Regions from separate parts of the Mus musculus genome. Here regions 2, 3, 4 and 5 are each linked to region 1. The links are chromatin contacts, called in public HiCAR-type, HiChIP or PLAC-seq and promoter capture Hi-C maps. All regions are on one chromosome and are shown on one strand. The core of a region is the stretch at or near the end of the contact, and the rest is flanking DNA. Distances in the headings are between cores, read along the strand shown.

Region 1 (2,700 bases), core at 167-2,666:
GCTTCCGCCTGTTCCAGAAGCTGTCAGGTTCTCTGGCGCACCCTCTCACCTGTTCAGACTAATTTCCTAAGTTCGGCGGGTCCCGGACCAAGATGGCGACCGCTGCTGCTGTGGCTTAGGTCGCCTCCCCAGCCGGGCGGGCACCTGTCCTCCGGTCCGGAAGGTGGCTGGCTGTCCCCGGCCCACACAGGGTGCTGCCTCAGCCCCTCTGTGCTTCTGCCTGTTCCAGAGGCTGTCAGGTTCTCTGGCGCACCCTCTCACCTGTTCAGACTAATTTCCTAAGTTCGGCGGGTCCCGGACCAAGATGGCGACCGCTGCTGCTGTGGCTTAGGCCGCCTCCCCAGCCGGGCGGGCACCTGTCCTCCGGTCCGGACGGTGGCCGGCTGTCCCCGGCCCACAAAGGGTGCTGCCTCAGCGCCTCTGTGCTTCCGCCTGTTCTAGAAGCTGTCAGGTTCTCTGGCGCACCCTCTCACCTGTTCAGACTAATTTCCTAAGTTCGGCGGGTCCCGGACCAAGATGGCGACCGCTGCTGCTGTGGCTTAGGTCGCCTCCCCAGCCGGGTGGGCACCTGTCCTCCGGTCCGGAAGGTGGCCGGCTGTCCCCGGCCCACACAGGGTGCTGCCTCAGCGCCTCTGTGCTTCCGCCTGTTCTAGAAGCTGTCAGGTTCTCTGGCGCACCCTCTCACCTGTTCAGACTAATTTCCTAAGTTCGGCGGGTCTCAGACCAAGATGGCGACCGCTGCTGCTTCTCTTTTTTAAGTACTTAAAGGTCATTGGTCTGACAATGTCCACTTTTTATTCCATTGATGAGAGCTGTGGCTATTGCATTGACACTAGTAACTTGGAAGATTATATATTAAAATACCCTGTATACTGGGGTAAGAGAAAACGTATTAAAGACCATTTCATCTAAATTTGTTCTTTTTAAGTGTTATTAAGTTTTTTTCTCTATTTGTTTATTTTAAAATCGAGTTACCAGAAAGCTTAGATAAGAAAAACGAACAAAGCCGGGCGTGGTGGCGCAGGCGTTCCAGCACTTGGGAGGCAGAGGCAGGCGGATTTCTGAGTTCGAGGCCAGCCTGGTCTACAAAGTGAGTTCCAGGACAGCCAGGGCTATACAGAGAAACCCTGTCTCGAAAAACCAAAAAGAAAGAAACAAAACAAAACAAAAACGAACAATAGTAGATAACACTTCGGGTATGATGCAAGTGAATATCTGACTAATGTCAAACAAGAAATGTAGAAGAAACGCGGAGCCCATCAGAAACCAAGACCATCTCACATCACAGTTAAGACTCCTGATCTAAGAGTCAGGGAACTCTGCTTCCTTTCCTGTCCTTTCCTCGCGCAGACTCAGAGCGGGCCTCAAGCGAGCGCTGTGGCATCTGATCCTTGCGCCAATCCGTAGCTCACTCTACTTTGTGCTGAGTGGTTGCAATGGCGGACGTGTCTGAGAGGACGCTGCAGGTGTCCGTGCTAGTGGCTTTCGCCTCTGGAGTGGTCCTGGGCTGGCAAGCGAATCGGCTGCGGAGGCGTTACCTAGACTGGAGGAAGCGGAGGCTGCAGGACAAGCTGGCAACGACTCAGAAAAAGCTGGACCTGGCCTGAGCACGCGCTGCAGCCCGAGTCCGCCGGGTTCTCACTCCCTAAGCCCAACGCAGCCCGGATCGTGGGAGCCGCGCGACCCAGGAGTCGTCCTTGCACGGCTTGCAAGAACATGGCTTGCTTCAGAAAGAAAATAGTTTTGTCTTCTCTAACAACTTACTTTCAGGTATTAACAGCTCAGTTTGCTGAGGGTATTTAATGGGAATGTTTTACCACGTGCGATGCAGTTACACCTTAACATTTAACTTCGAAATGGGGGAGGGAGTCATTTCACGCCCAGCCTCCACATTCATAGGGTCCACAGTGGCTTTTTAACGTGGATGGCAGGAGCTTTGCGTTTCATCATAGTTATTCTTCAGTCCTATAGTTTTCTTCTCTTAGTTCATGGTTTGCGATCACAGTACAGAAATTTGAAGTTAAAGATACTACTGTGTTACTGATTTTTTTTTCTTACTGTTTTTCAACAGCTTGTCGAAGATGAAAATAAAAAGCACTGGAGAGAAATAATTTCTTGCACTTTATGAATCTATTTTTAAAATAAAAAATTAAACATCTTTGAATCTTTTTCCTCCTCACAAAAGAAAGCAGTATTTTTGCCTACCATTCAGTTTGCTGCAGTAAGAGATTTGGAGCCTGAAAGCAGAGACTTTCTGATGGAATCTCACCTTGGTACAGCCTGGAGGCAGATCTGATCAACGGACCATTATGAGTCATTTTTCTAGACATATTCAGAAAACCTAGGAGCTGTGTCAAATGCCTGAATTAAGCATTACAAATGCAAGATATTTGCACTTTGAAGAATGTAGAGAGTAAAAAAACTAAAATTAAAAAAAATAATGCATGTGATATAACGGAATATATATGTGAAAGAGAAACTGTTGAGTAAGCTTAAAGATAAATGCCAGTCCTATCAAGTGACCAAAGCCTTGGTTATTTATAAGATGTATTTCTGACGCATTGTCTACATTTTTAAGAAAATCAGTTTGTTCTCCAGGGAAACACCATGGCCCATTTTCCTAGGATTATTGAGCCTTATATGTGACTTAGATCTTATTCTATGAATCCAGCAAGGGCTGAAACGCCAGTTTTCAGAGAG
Region 2 (2,700 bases), core at 170-2,669, 920 kb before region 1:
TTGGAGATCCAGTCCAGAGTTCTCTCTGGCTTAAGACCCGCCCCTTCCCTTGGATAAGCACAACTACCTTAGTCCTAAATTAAGGGCCAAGTTCTTCCTACACTTCCTCTTGGAAGGTAGGAAAAGGCTCCCCAGCCTTTTGCAAGTATCAGACTTTAGACATACTGGCTCTAGCATGGCCAGACAGGGCAAGTCCCACTCCCAAAGGCAGAGTCCATAGGTCCTGGGCTGCCCTGCGCAGTTGGGCTTTGCAAACGTTTTGTAGATGAGTTTAAAGCTCACCTTACTAGCTGGGCGGTGGAAGCACACGCCTTTAATCTCAGCCAGGGTTATAAAGGGAAAGTCAGTCTTGAAAAACAAAACAAACAACTAAAAACACACCACTTCACCTCCTGTTGATAGCCTCTGCCTCAGTCGAGTTTTGGCTTGCATTTAACTGTGTATAGCACATTGTCCGTCCGTCCCCCCCAAACATAAAATTACACCCTAACACTAAATGAATAGATGTTTAGAATTGATGCCAGTCTCCCCCCAGGCCCTGAGGCTGCTGCTGCTTTCTCTAAAATGCATGCCCCATCCCATCCACTCCAGGAAAATTTAGAGTCCTCCCTGCTCCTCAGAACCCAAGAGCCCACACTCGCAGCACATTTGATGGGAAGACCTCATGGTTTGTTCAGGGAAGTCTACAATTTTTAATAAGATGACTTTGCATTTCAAGACTATTCTATTTCTCCAGCTAGAGCTGGTGGGGCTGTTTCACTGAGGGGGGTGGGGAACACAGGCAGACAACATGGACACTACCAACACTTGAAGAGCCAACTGAGTGATCGTGTTTTAAGTCTGACTCAGCCCTCAGTCTCCATTTCCTCGTTGCAGAATGGATACCGACCGCTGCTCAGTTTCAGAATCAGGACTCAGCGCTCTGGGCCAGTTTCAAGAAAGTGTTCCACCTCCTTCGCCTCCAGGTAGAAATGTGTGCTACACAGACTCTCATCTATCTGCTCTGCCTGCTGATAAATGGGCACAGTAACCTAAATAACCCTGCAAGACAAAATCTAACCTAAGATGAGAGCCTCCATCTTGGTCTCCCAAACTGGCTTTTGTTGTTGATATTGTTTTAACTAGTTCTAAATCCAATGAGCTTCCTTTTAAATTTTGCTCGTAAAATTTTAGAGAACTTTAATTTCATCCACCATTTCCAAATCATGTGGAGAATTGTCAAATGCTTACAGGCTGGTTTCATTTCCTGTGTACCCAGAGAGGCTGAGGGTCATTTACAGCAAAACTGGAACACCAGCCACCAGATACAAGCCGCAAATGGGGAATCCATGAATATTTATCACCTCCCAGAGAGTTTCTTGAGCAGTGTGAGGACAGAAAGCAACTTCAGCTAGTGTGAGCCCGTTCTAATATTCGCCACAAAGACAGCCTGTTCTTGCTTGTGAAACTCCTCATCAAAGCCATAAAGGAGGCCGGTCTGCGGTTAGTAGCTTTAACTAGAAGCCCTGAGGCTTAAGATAGCAAAGCAACATTTTCTCCAAAACAAACAAGGCTTTCCTTTGTGTGTCTAATGAGGTGAGAATGTGTCTAAGGCAGATCCTACCACGCTTAGGGTCCCTGGTAATTAGAGCTTGCAAGACCAAGCAGCTCCAGGGTGCCCAACCCATGGCTGAATGTGGCTGAAAGTAGCTATGAGTGCAAACCAAATAAAATTGTAAACTAACTTTAAACATTTTGATGTTTGTGTGTGTGTGTGTGTGTGTGTGTGTGTGTGTGTGTGTGTGTGTGTGTGATTTTGTTTAATAGCTCAATTGCATGTTTTCTGAGTGTGAGTAAACCCTACATGTGTTGTAATTGTCAAAAGGTTGGATATACCCGCCAGAAAAGGGATCTGTATCAGAGAGCGTTTACCTAATTGTACACCTGAGGCCCATCAGTTGTGGACAGTCCCTCCAGAGGGGAAACTGGACAGGAACTAACTCTGTATGGACCACATCATGCTGGGCTAGAGAGCACCTCTGAAGAGGCCAGCTGAGAAATCCTGGAAGGTTCTAAGTACAAAGAGACACGTAGGCACATCAAATGAATTGTTGGGGTGGGGGGAAGCATTGTTGGGGTAATGAAATAAAATGGGAATATCTTGTTTTTGGATATAAAACTTCTTGTGTATGACCTTGACCTACATGTAGTAGTTTGAATATGCTTGACCCACAGGAAGTGGCACTATTAGGAGGTATGGCCTTGTTGGAATAGGTGTGGCCTTGTTGTAGGAAGTATGTCACTGTGTGGGTGGGCTTTGAGGTCTCCTAGTGCTCAAGCTCTGATCAGTGCAGAAGAGACCCTCCTTTTGGCTGCCTGCAGGAATCCTGGGTGCCTTCAGATCAAGACTTGTTAGCTCCTCCAGCACCATGTCTGCCTGGATGCTGCCATGCTTCCCACCACGATAATGGACTGAACCTCTAAAATTGTAAACCAGACCCAAATAAATGTTTGCCTTTATAAGACTTGCTTTGGTAATGGTGTCTTCTCATCAATAACCCAAACTAAGACAGAAGTTGGTACCTGACTAGAGGAGCAGAAGTATAAGGATGAATCTTAATTATCTGGAATAGCCTTTATAATTTCCCGGTGACTTCTAATTCACTAGCACCTTTAGCTACTGAAACCTCTCTACTCACCCTCTCCTGAGAGCTCAGAGAA
Region 3 (2,700 bases), core at 168-2,667, 890 kb before region 1:
GTCTATTCTGCTGCTTGTGTTCAGTCCAGACTCTTCCAGGAACCTCTGGCTGTTCTCTCCCTCATATTCTGAGACCCCGACTTAGAGCGTTTCTCCCTGGGAGGTAAAGCCCCTAAAACATTCCCCCAAGTTTGTTTTCCCTGATCTCTAAAAATACAGCTGGAAAGAAGCTCTTTGTTCTCTATAGCCAGCAAAAAGCCATTTTGTTTCTATACCTTACAACCAGAGATGCGATAATTGTAATTTTACCAAGGACACCCGGCAGAGAAGAGCTGTAGCCCAACTCCTCCCAATTCCTCAATATCTACAATAAAAACCTCCTCAACCATATCTAGGAGTGGTCACGTCCTTGTTTTCATTCACCGACCAGTTTGTTCCCTATCGGTTTGGGTTTCTAAGTACGGCCTCTTCAGAAGGCAATCCCCATCTCCCTCATCCTAGGCTGGCAGTGGCAGAAGATATCATAGACTCAAGGAGAATGACAATGGCTTGGTTGCTCAGAACACAGTGGAGAGTGGGGTATCCTAGTCCAAGTGACTCCTGGTAGGGTTGATGGGGTTGTAGACAAACTGTGTGATGGGGCAAGAGGTAGAGGGTAGAGAATGGAAGCAGTGAGATTGACAGGCCACTTACGTGTGCTCCTTGTTGGGTTTTCTTCTGTTTGTTCTTCCAGATAGCCTAGTGTGTGATAGAAAGGCCTTTGTAGGATAGGGAGGTTTTGCGGGGAGGAATCAAGAGGTCGGAGCAGAGCATGTGGAATATGTGTTAATTTGACTGTTTTTGATTATCCAGGCAAGCGAATTTCAGCTAAGCAGGCATTCCGCTCACCAAGTTCTAAGAGCAAGCCTTCCTGTTGCAGTGCAGCTTCAAGCTCTGAAGGATGGCGTTCCAAGAAAAGGGATGAGAATGAACTAAAATAAATGTGTATCACAATAGACAATTACAGTGAAGTTATCAAATTCCAACAAACTGAATTTTGGAGCAAAGAAATGGACTGGAACTCTTTATTCTTTAGGCTATGATAGGCCTCACCATTTTTTTTTTTTTTTTTTTTTTTTTCTTAGCGATGACGAACAGTTAACGGACTAAAGCCCATCTTGGGTGGGGGTGTGTGATTTCCGGGTAGAGAATTTTCCATGCAATCCTGAGAAAATGAGTGGTCTCCCTTCCGCTCCCATTCATCAGCCAGGAGGCACACATCCCCTTTTGAGATGAGAAGGAAACTCAACCAGCTGGGAAAAAAAATTACCTAACTTAGCTCAATTGAGAAGGTAGTTCAGGATCTTAGAGATTTGGTTTGTTAAAGAGGTAACGTCGTTAAGTGACCGCCTTCGCTATAGGCACTTGCACAGACACCTTTTTCAACTGCGCAGGCGCTAGGTCCTCTCCGCTGCCGCGCGTCCCCAGCCTGGCTCTGCCCTGGCGCGAGGCAGGTCGGGAAATCCAAGATGGCTCCAGCCATTTGAGTTGTTCGCAAGTCTTTGGTGTCCCGCTGCCGCCCATTCTTCCTCCGGCATCCGGGAGGGAAAAGGGATGAGAAACTGGGGCGGTGAGGAGTCATCGTGACGGTCCTGTCGCTGCTCTCGGGCCTTCGCGGCCCTTGTGCCTCCGGGGAGCAGCCGGGGCTCGCAAGCGCCTGACGCGTCCCGAGTTATTCAGGTGCGGGCCGGGCCGGGTCGGGCCGGGCCGGGTCGCGCATCGCTGCGACTTGGTGTTGGAATTTCGCTGCACCGGGTGCCCCAAGGGCTGAGCGCCCCGGGGCTGGCCTTGAGCTCCTGCTGGGGTGAGAGGAACCCCAGTATCAGACTGGGCTTTCCGGGTTGGCCCGACGCGCCATGAGCCGATGCTCCGGCCGCTACGCCGTGGCGCGGTTCACTCAAAAGCACGGAAAGCCTGTTTTTGTAGAGACCCAGCTCAGGGTCCCGCTGTTTGCATATGTTCCTAGTAACCAGTAATGACAGTTTTATTTCTAGCATGTCAACTCAATGCTTTTATGTGGCCTGTAACGAATAACACGTTTAACAACTTTTGGAGAACTGTAAAAGTATTAAGTATGATGTCTTTGGGTTAAAAGGCATCTAACTGAGAAAATGATGCTATAAAAAGTTATCCTGTAGGTTCGTTTTAAGCTAAAAGGGAATGACATTGCATGTTTGCATGAGGAAACGTCGGGTAAAGTTGCAAGTTCTTTAATGTTGACTGCTTTGTTGAATAGAATTTGGAAAGGCCAGCCACATTTTGATAAGCCCCTACTTTTCATAAGGCATATGTGTTTTTCAAGTTCTGTTCTCAATATTGATTTTATTTCTAGGAGGTGAAAAAGAAACTTGGGCCTGTTTTTTGGCGTAATCATTTCAGGAATGACGTTTAAGTCACAGCAAGGAAGATTTTGTAGCTATAGAGGGCTTCGTATAAACTAGAGGCTTTCAGATTGTTAAAAAAAATGATGCCAACAAGACTTTAGATGAGAGCTTCAAGTCAAATTTAGTTAGCAGTTGTTATTCTTAAGTGCCATTTCAAACACTGAGGGTTATAGTGCTGCTAACAAATGCTGTTGTAGAGGTTTCCTCAGAGACAAAAAGGCACATACTATGCCACAGAATGTTTGAATGTTAGTTATCTTTACATGCCGTGTGTCGAAATGTCTGTGAGGTGGATCCCCATGTTTCTGACCTAGCTCCACTCGGGTCTCTGTAGTAA
Region 4 (2,700 bases), core at 187-2,686, 760 kb before region 1:
GAGCAAGCTCACAGCTGGCAACAGGTTCATGCTCTCTGTGCACTGTGACTGCAGCGTCTCATTTCCCTCTCCTGGAGAGCCAGAAGGGAGCCATAACTTAATGGCCTTTCTCTTTCCCCTAACACTCATGTACCAAACCAGAGATGGCTGCTCTGAGAACCCAGCAAGAGTGTCACACCCACCAATGAAAATGCATGGGCTACAGAACCTGAAAAGGGCCTGTGAACCTGGGCCAAGAAGAGCCTGTATCTTGGAGAAGGGCCTGTCTCCTGCCATCTACACTTCTTCCTTAGAGACTTGCAGCTATGACTCTTTAGCAGGAGTCACCAGGGTTGCCAACTCTCAGGGTGTAAGTGGGAACAACGCCAGCCTTGAAAGATGGCTGGGTCACCCATGGAAGGAGTTACAGAGACAAAGTTTGGAGCTGAGACAAAAGGATGGTCCATCTAGAGACTGCCATATCCAGGGATCCATCCCATAATTAGCCTCCAAGCGATGACACCATTGCATACACTAGCAAGCCTTTGTTGCAAGGACGGTGATATAGCTGTCCCTTGTGAGACTAGGCCGGGGCCTAGCAAACACAGAAGTGGATGCTCACAGTCAACTATTGGATGGATCACAGGGCCCCCAATGGAGGAGTTAGAGAAAGTACCCAAGGAGCTAAAGGGAACTGCAACCCTATAGGTGGAACAACATTATGAACTAACCAGTACCCCAGAGCTCTTGACTCTAGCTGCATATGTATCAAAAGATGACCTAGTCGGCCATCACTGGAAAGAGAGGCCCATTGGTCAGGCAATCGTTATATACCCCAGTACAGGGGAATGCCAGGGCCAAAAAATGGGAATGGGTGGGTAGGGGAGTGGGGGGGGGGGACTTTTGGGATAGCATTGGAAATGTAATTGAAGAAAATACGTAATAAAAAAAAAAAAAAGAAAAAAGAAAAAGAAAGATGGCTGGGGCCACAGGAGACAGCTGCTAGCAGGTCTTCGTGAGACTGCCTAGTCACGGGCTATACAGGTTAAAAACAGAGATGGGGGGCCAGGACACCCTGGTTTTTAACATATACTTGTTGCTTTGGCCCCATCTTCCAAACCTAAGTAGCATCTAGCCTTCTGTACTATGGGCAAGTTGAGGCCAGACAGTGGGAAATAGTGTGTCCTACCCTTGCCATCCCATGGCCTACCTTCCCCCAAGCAGCTGTCGCATGGCTGGAAAATTGTTGATTCTTGCCTTTCACCAAACCTGCATGAGGCTTGGTTGGCATGTTGGCAGAGAGAGCCTACAAATGCTCCTAGTATGCATGGCCCAGCCACATCTCCCGCATTTTAGAATGAATAAACCTCTTGTTGAGATGCCACCCTAGCTTGGATCACTCTGTGCTAAGCCCAGGGATCTGACCCTTGTGGAATTCCCCGGATGTTAGGGTGTGGCAGTCTCCTGAGACATTTCAGGACAATGGGGTTGTGAAAAGTTCCGAAAAAGCTGCCAACACTCAGATTCTAGCTCTGACCATGATTGAAGTTCTAAAGCTCTCTGAAGCTAGGGTTCCTCAGGAGGGATAACAATAGGAAGCAAGTTACCAGGTTGCTGGGTATGAGATGAATTCATTCTTACAGAATTAGCTCAGCACCAGACGGGCTCAGGAGTCATTCACATCCCTGGATAGGGCGTAGCCTTGACCTACTTCTCCTTCTCAGAGGGAAGCAGGCTTAGTGGGCCCCTTCTCCTTGTTGGTTACACAGAGATTTCCTTTAAATCCTTTAAGTGCAGTGTTTACTATGAGGGAACTGATTTGGATCAGTTGCTGGACTTCACAAACACATCGATGATAGATGTGTCTGTCTGTTGAGCAAGAACTTCTGGGGTGGGGCCTCCACTGGCTGGTTCTATATGGGGGTCAGATATTTCAGAGTCCTAAATGAAGCCAGCTTGTGCCCAGTGTAGTTACCTTTCTTACTGCTCTGGCAAAATACCTGACAAGGCAGTTTTGGGAGTGAAGCATTTATTGTGGTTCATGGTTTAATAAGGGACACAGTCCATCAACAGGAATCTGAGGAGACACACCACACTGTCTTGGCAGCCCTGTAGCAGAGAGTAGTCAGGAAGTGAGTGGGTCCCCCCACCAGTGAATCACTTCCTCCAGGAAGGCTCTACCTCCTAGGCTCTACAACCTTCCTCCGGAACAATGCTACCAGCTGGGGATCAAGTGTTCAAACACTTGAACCTGTGTGGGACATTTTGAGTTCAAGCCGTAATGGGCTCCTTCTGAGTTAAAGCTTGCCTGAGCTGGGCAATGCAGCCCTGCCAGTGGATGAGTGGTGGTTAGGACTCGCCTAAGGGTTCTTGTGACCTGGCCCAGCACCTCCTACCTGGGATGGGACCCTCCCCCGCCTCCTGCTTTGAACATTCTCCTTAAGTGCTGGGCTGGGGTGAGGATTTACTCACGTGCCCTGTCCTGTTCCCTCTCCCATGTGCTGACTCACCTGTGGTTTCAGTTCCCAGAACCTCTTGTGCTGTGTTTTGGTTGCGGGAGTCATGTGTGCACCTTGCCTCTTCCCACGGCTGAGGCTGAGCCCGAGCCTGGCCTTACTCCTGTTACCACATCCAGACCTTCCCAGAAAACATTGCAAGCATACACCATGCAATTTTCTAACTCGTGAGAAAAGAAGTAGAGAGTGACGTGCCATGCCGTCC
Region 5 (2,700 bases), core at 55-2,554, 820 kb before region 1:
TCTGGTGGGGCAAGATTCTTATCTACCTTTTACCCCCTCTATTTTCTTTCTTTGCTCCCCACCCTGTTCTTAATCAAATAAGAAAGTAAACACTGCAGAATGAGAAAAAGAAAAAGTAAAACAAAAGCAGCAGCCCACGTGCAGAGAAACAGGAAGGTGTATAACCCGTGCTGCTGGGACTGTGGGGTGGGGAGGAAAGGAGGAGGAAGCTTGAGAGACTCTTTGGCGATGTGCCTGTGGGTCTAGATCTCGGTAGACAATCGCTTGGGTATTGTCTAAAATCCCAGATATCCAGGCCTCACTCCAGTGAGTATTTGTAAACTGTGGGACCAAGAACAAGAGACAGTAGATTAACTCTCAGTCTTTAGTCTGTTGAGGTTGTTTGTTTGTAAAAGATTGAACTCACAGATCAAAAATCAAGTATTAAAATCAGTTTTCAAAATCACTTATAGTAATTGAAGTTAATTGAATTTAATGTACACAGATAAGTTTTCACAGTGGTTAATTTCTAAAGTACAGAATGGATACATTTAAATTCTTTAATTGTTTTAGGAAATTAAAAATTCAAGGTTTGCCACTGGGGTGCTTTTGTGTAGAAGGAAGGCTTTCTGGCTCAGGTGTGGTGTGCAGAGCTTGGGAGGGCTGTGTGGCTGCGGCTGTGTAGTGATGTCACCTTCTGCATCTCTGTCTCTTTAGGGAGCACAAGCTTTGCTGAACTCCTCTACAGGTTCCGACACCTGAAGATGCCCGTCCGGGCTTTGCTAAGACTGGCTCCTGTGCTGCTTGGGAACCCACAGCCGATGGTCATGTGACCACCTCTGCCGAGGGAAACCCACCCTAGAAATGACTGCGGCACAGAATCCTGATGGCAGCAAAGTGAAGGCAGCATTTCTGTTTTGTAACCAATGGAACTCAGTTGCATACGCCTCACTGTGCTTAAAATTCATGTTGAAAATAAGACAGATAACGCTGGTGCTGTCCACGTGTCATATGATGTATAAAACATCAGTTAAAACTCACATTTTGTAAATAAAGATTTTTGGTTTGTTTTCAAAACTATTGATTGCTTTGGACTTCAGAGAATAGATGGACAGGCTGAGTTTTTAAGCCTTATAACTTTAGTGGTTCAGGTTCTGTACTCAGAAGTGCAAGGCTTAAAAAGCCACATTGTGAAAATGGACTTTGTGCTCTCCGGGAGCGTTTGTGTGTTGTCTGTTACGTAACAGTTATCTTCTCTACAATGAGTCTGTGCTTCCCGTGGTGGATGGATGACAGACAGCGTTACTGCCAGCAGTTTTCTACTGAATGAAGAATTGCTCAGCATGGAGTACTGGACTGTGCCCAAGCCCTGACCTTGGTGCAGCTGTGTAGGCTGCAGCTCTTTGGAGGTAATCGAGGTTAAAGGGCACTCTAAGGGGGAGTCTATTTGGTAGAATCGATGTCCTGCTCAGAAGAGGAAAAAGAGATGATTTTCTCTCTGTACCATGTGAGAACTCATAGCACAACTGCTCACAAACTAAGAAGATTCCCTTGTGAGGAACCAGTCAGACAGTCTTGAGCTTTAGCACCTAGAAGTATTAAGCGATAAACTCCTGATGCTTGTCTGTGGTACTTGGTGTTTGCAGCCTGTGCAGGCTGTGCATGACACCTGCTCAAAATACTGAAAATACAGAATTACCGCCACAGAGGAGTGTTAAGAAATACGGAAATCAGTCTATCTGAACTAAAGGTCTGGAAAGTGCTTTTGCATTCTGAGTTTCAGGACAGCTCATGATGCCCCATGTAACAGGAACAACACTCCTTTCACTCCATTTCAACCTGTGCTCACAGCTTTCTCTCAGACCAGTGTGACTGTAAACAAGTAGGAACTGCAGAATGCCTACTCGTTAACTTCCCGCTTGTTTCTGAAAAAGCCAATAGAAATTGCTGCGTTGGGATTTGGTAATGTCCATCTGCCTGCCTGCCTGCCTGCAGCAAGGTAATTTGTGGCTGACCTTGAGGGCAAAATGTGCTTTCCTTCACTTTTAGATTAGGGATTGCAATTAAATGGCAGTTGGTGATGAACATTCAATTTGTATCAATATTGAACCCACTGTCCAAGTTATTTTTCACTCTCAATTGTTAATGGCTGCCATGGGAGGACTTGAAAGAGAGGACTGAATTCAGTGGAAACAGCATTGATGGGCCTTTTTGTCCGCTGGACGGACACCAAGAAGAGATTCTAGTGCTCTTGAGTCAACCATGTTAGGATCTTCAGATAAACTATTTACTAGTCTCCAAACCATGCTGTGGGAACCAGTCTTACCATGCACAGCAGCCAGCCTCCTGGGAACCACGTCAAGGGAAGAGCCCGAGAAACACCTGAAGTGTTCTAGTATCAAAAGTGGCACTTGTGACTACAAGGGAAGGCTGATTGCCCAGGACGTTGCTTCACCTCTGATACATGTGGAATGGAGACACAAGGGGCAGCTGCTTTGAGTGTAGGTACTGTCCAGCAGACAGACAATGGAGCGGTGTGCTCAGATTCTTTCCCCAAAGGGTACTGACGTCTGTCCTTCTCTCTCTTGGTCTAACGTGGGAGTGAAGGAAAACTGAGCTCAGATGCCAAACTTCATCTACACTACTCCATCATAGTTCTCAACATTCTGGACTCTACCCTATCTGCTACACCCAACCCTGCTCTGGTCTGCTGCTGCCTGC

The links. Promoter capture Hi-C pulls out the DNA fragments that hold promoters and counts their contacts. HiCAR-type assays count read pairs that join an accessible place to other places. HiChIP or PLAC-seq counts read pairs in DNA pulled down with a chosen protein or histone mark.
Region 2: a HiCAR-type map of astrocytes shows a contact between it and region 1, with 4 times the contacts expected there. The contact joins the enhancer-like site here to the promoter of Mtln in region 1. A contact is called at or near these places in 8 of 39 promoter capture datasets (3T3-L1-derived adipocytes, the HPC-7 cell line, cranial neural crest and 5 more) and 1 of 115 datasets of contacts at active chromatin or transcription factors (astrocytes).
Region 3: a promoter capture Hi-C map of neural stem cells shows a contact between it and region 1. The contact joins the promoter of Anapc1 here to the promoter of Mtln in region 1. A contact is called at or near these places in 10 of 39 promoter capture datasets (the 3T3-L1 cell line, the C10 cell line, cranial neural crest and 6 more), 1 of 15 datasets of contacts at CTCF or cohesin (the NIH/3T3 cell line), 3 of 484 Hi-C or Micro-C datasets (bone marrow-derived macrophages, cardiomyocytes and embryonic stem cells), 10 of 115 datasets of contacts at active chromatin or transcription factors (the 230-238 cell line, bone marrow-derived macrophages, embryonic stem cells and 4 more) and 4 of 9 other capture datasets (adipose tissue, embryonic stem cells, liver and 1 more).
Region 4: an H3K4me3 HiChIP or PLAC-seq map of bone marrow-derived macrophages shows a contact between it and region 1, with 4 times the contacts expected there. The contact joins the enhancer-like site here to the promoter of Mtln in region 1. A contact is called at or near these places in 8 of 39 promoter capture datasets (the 3T3-L1 cell line, cranial neural crest, embryonic stem cells and 5 more), 4 of 115 datasets of contacts at active chromatin or transcription factors (acute myeloid leukemia, bone marrow-derived macrophages, embryonic stem cells and 1 more) and 2 of 9 other capture datasets (embryonic stem cells and macrophages).
Region 5: a contact with region 1 is called in a promoter capture Hi-C map of liver, with 3 times the contacts expected there. The contact joins the enhancer-like site here to the promoter of Mtln in region 1. A contact is called at or near these places in 15 of 39 promoter capture datasets (the 3T3-L1 cell line, the C10 cell line, the HPC-7 cell line and 9 more), 9 of 484 Hi-C or Micro-C datasets (the C2C12 cell line, the HPC-7 cell line, bone marrow-derived macrophages and 5 more), 11 of 115 datasets of contacts at active chromatin or transcription factors (the 230-238 cell line, bone marrow-derived macrophages, effector CD8 T cells and 4 more) and 2 of 9 other capture datasets (adipose tissue and macrophages).

What each region holds. Positions count from the first base shown.
Region 1 is chr2:127,791,204-127,793,903 of GRCm38.p6, reverse strand. Mtln (mitoregulin) reads left to right here and starts at 1,416. Exons shown (of 2, transcript NM_001384135.1): 1 at 1,416-1,770; 2 at 2,072-2,522. The coding sequence starts at 1,437. The coding sequence ends at 1,607.
Region 2 is chr2:128,708,235-128,710,934 of GRCm38.p6, reverse strand. The region is part of intron 1 of Mertk (MER proto-oncogene tyrosine kinase); the gene reads right to left. Among named protein-coding and RNA genes, the nearest start is that of Mertk, 11 kb to the right of the region's middle. Within about 2 kb of position 1,419, at least 63 of the 459 cell types and tissues checked have an H3K27ac peak or open chromatin away from gene starts, as enhancers often do. A contact at or near this core is called in astrocytes and liver, where this site is marked.
Region 3 is chr2:128,686,112-128,688,811 of GRCm38.p6, reverse strand. Anapc1 (anaphase promoting complex subunit 1) reads left to right here and starts at 1,417. Exons shown (of 48, transcript NM_008569.2): 1 at 1,417-1,659. Gm39931 (a long non-coding RNA gene) reads left to right here. Exons shown (of 5, transcript XR_001783466.2): 5 at 793-995.
Region 4 is chr2:128,552,022-128,554,721 of GRCm38.p6, reverse strand. No RefSeq gene overlaps it. Among named protein-coding and RNA genes, the nearest start is that of Gm39928, 3.7 kb to the right of the region's middle. Within about 2 kb of position 1,436, at least 26 of the 459 cell types and tissues checked have an H3K27ac peak or open chromatin away from gene starts, as enhancers often do. A contact at or near this core is called in bone marrow-derived macrophages, where this site is marked.
Region 5 is chr2:128,611,060-128,613,759 of GRCm38.p6, reverse strand. It overlaps Anapc1 (anaphase promoting complex subunit 1), which reads left to right. Exons shown (of 48, transcript NM_008569.2): 48 at 697-2,700. The coding sequence ends at 812. Among named protein-coding and RNA genes, the nearest start is that of Gm39929, 7.0 kb to the right of the region's middle. Within about 2 kb of position 1,304, at least 14 of the 459 cell types and tissues checked have an H3K27ac peak or open chromatin away from gene starts, as enhancers often do. A contact at or near this core is called in liver, where this site is marked.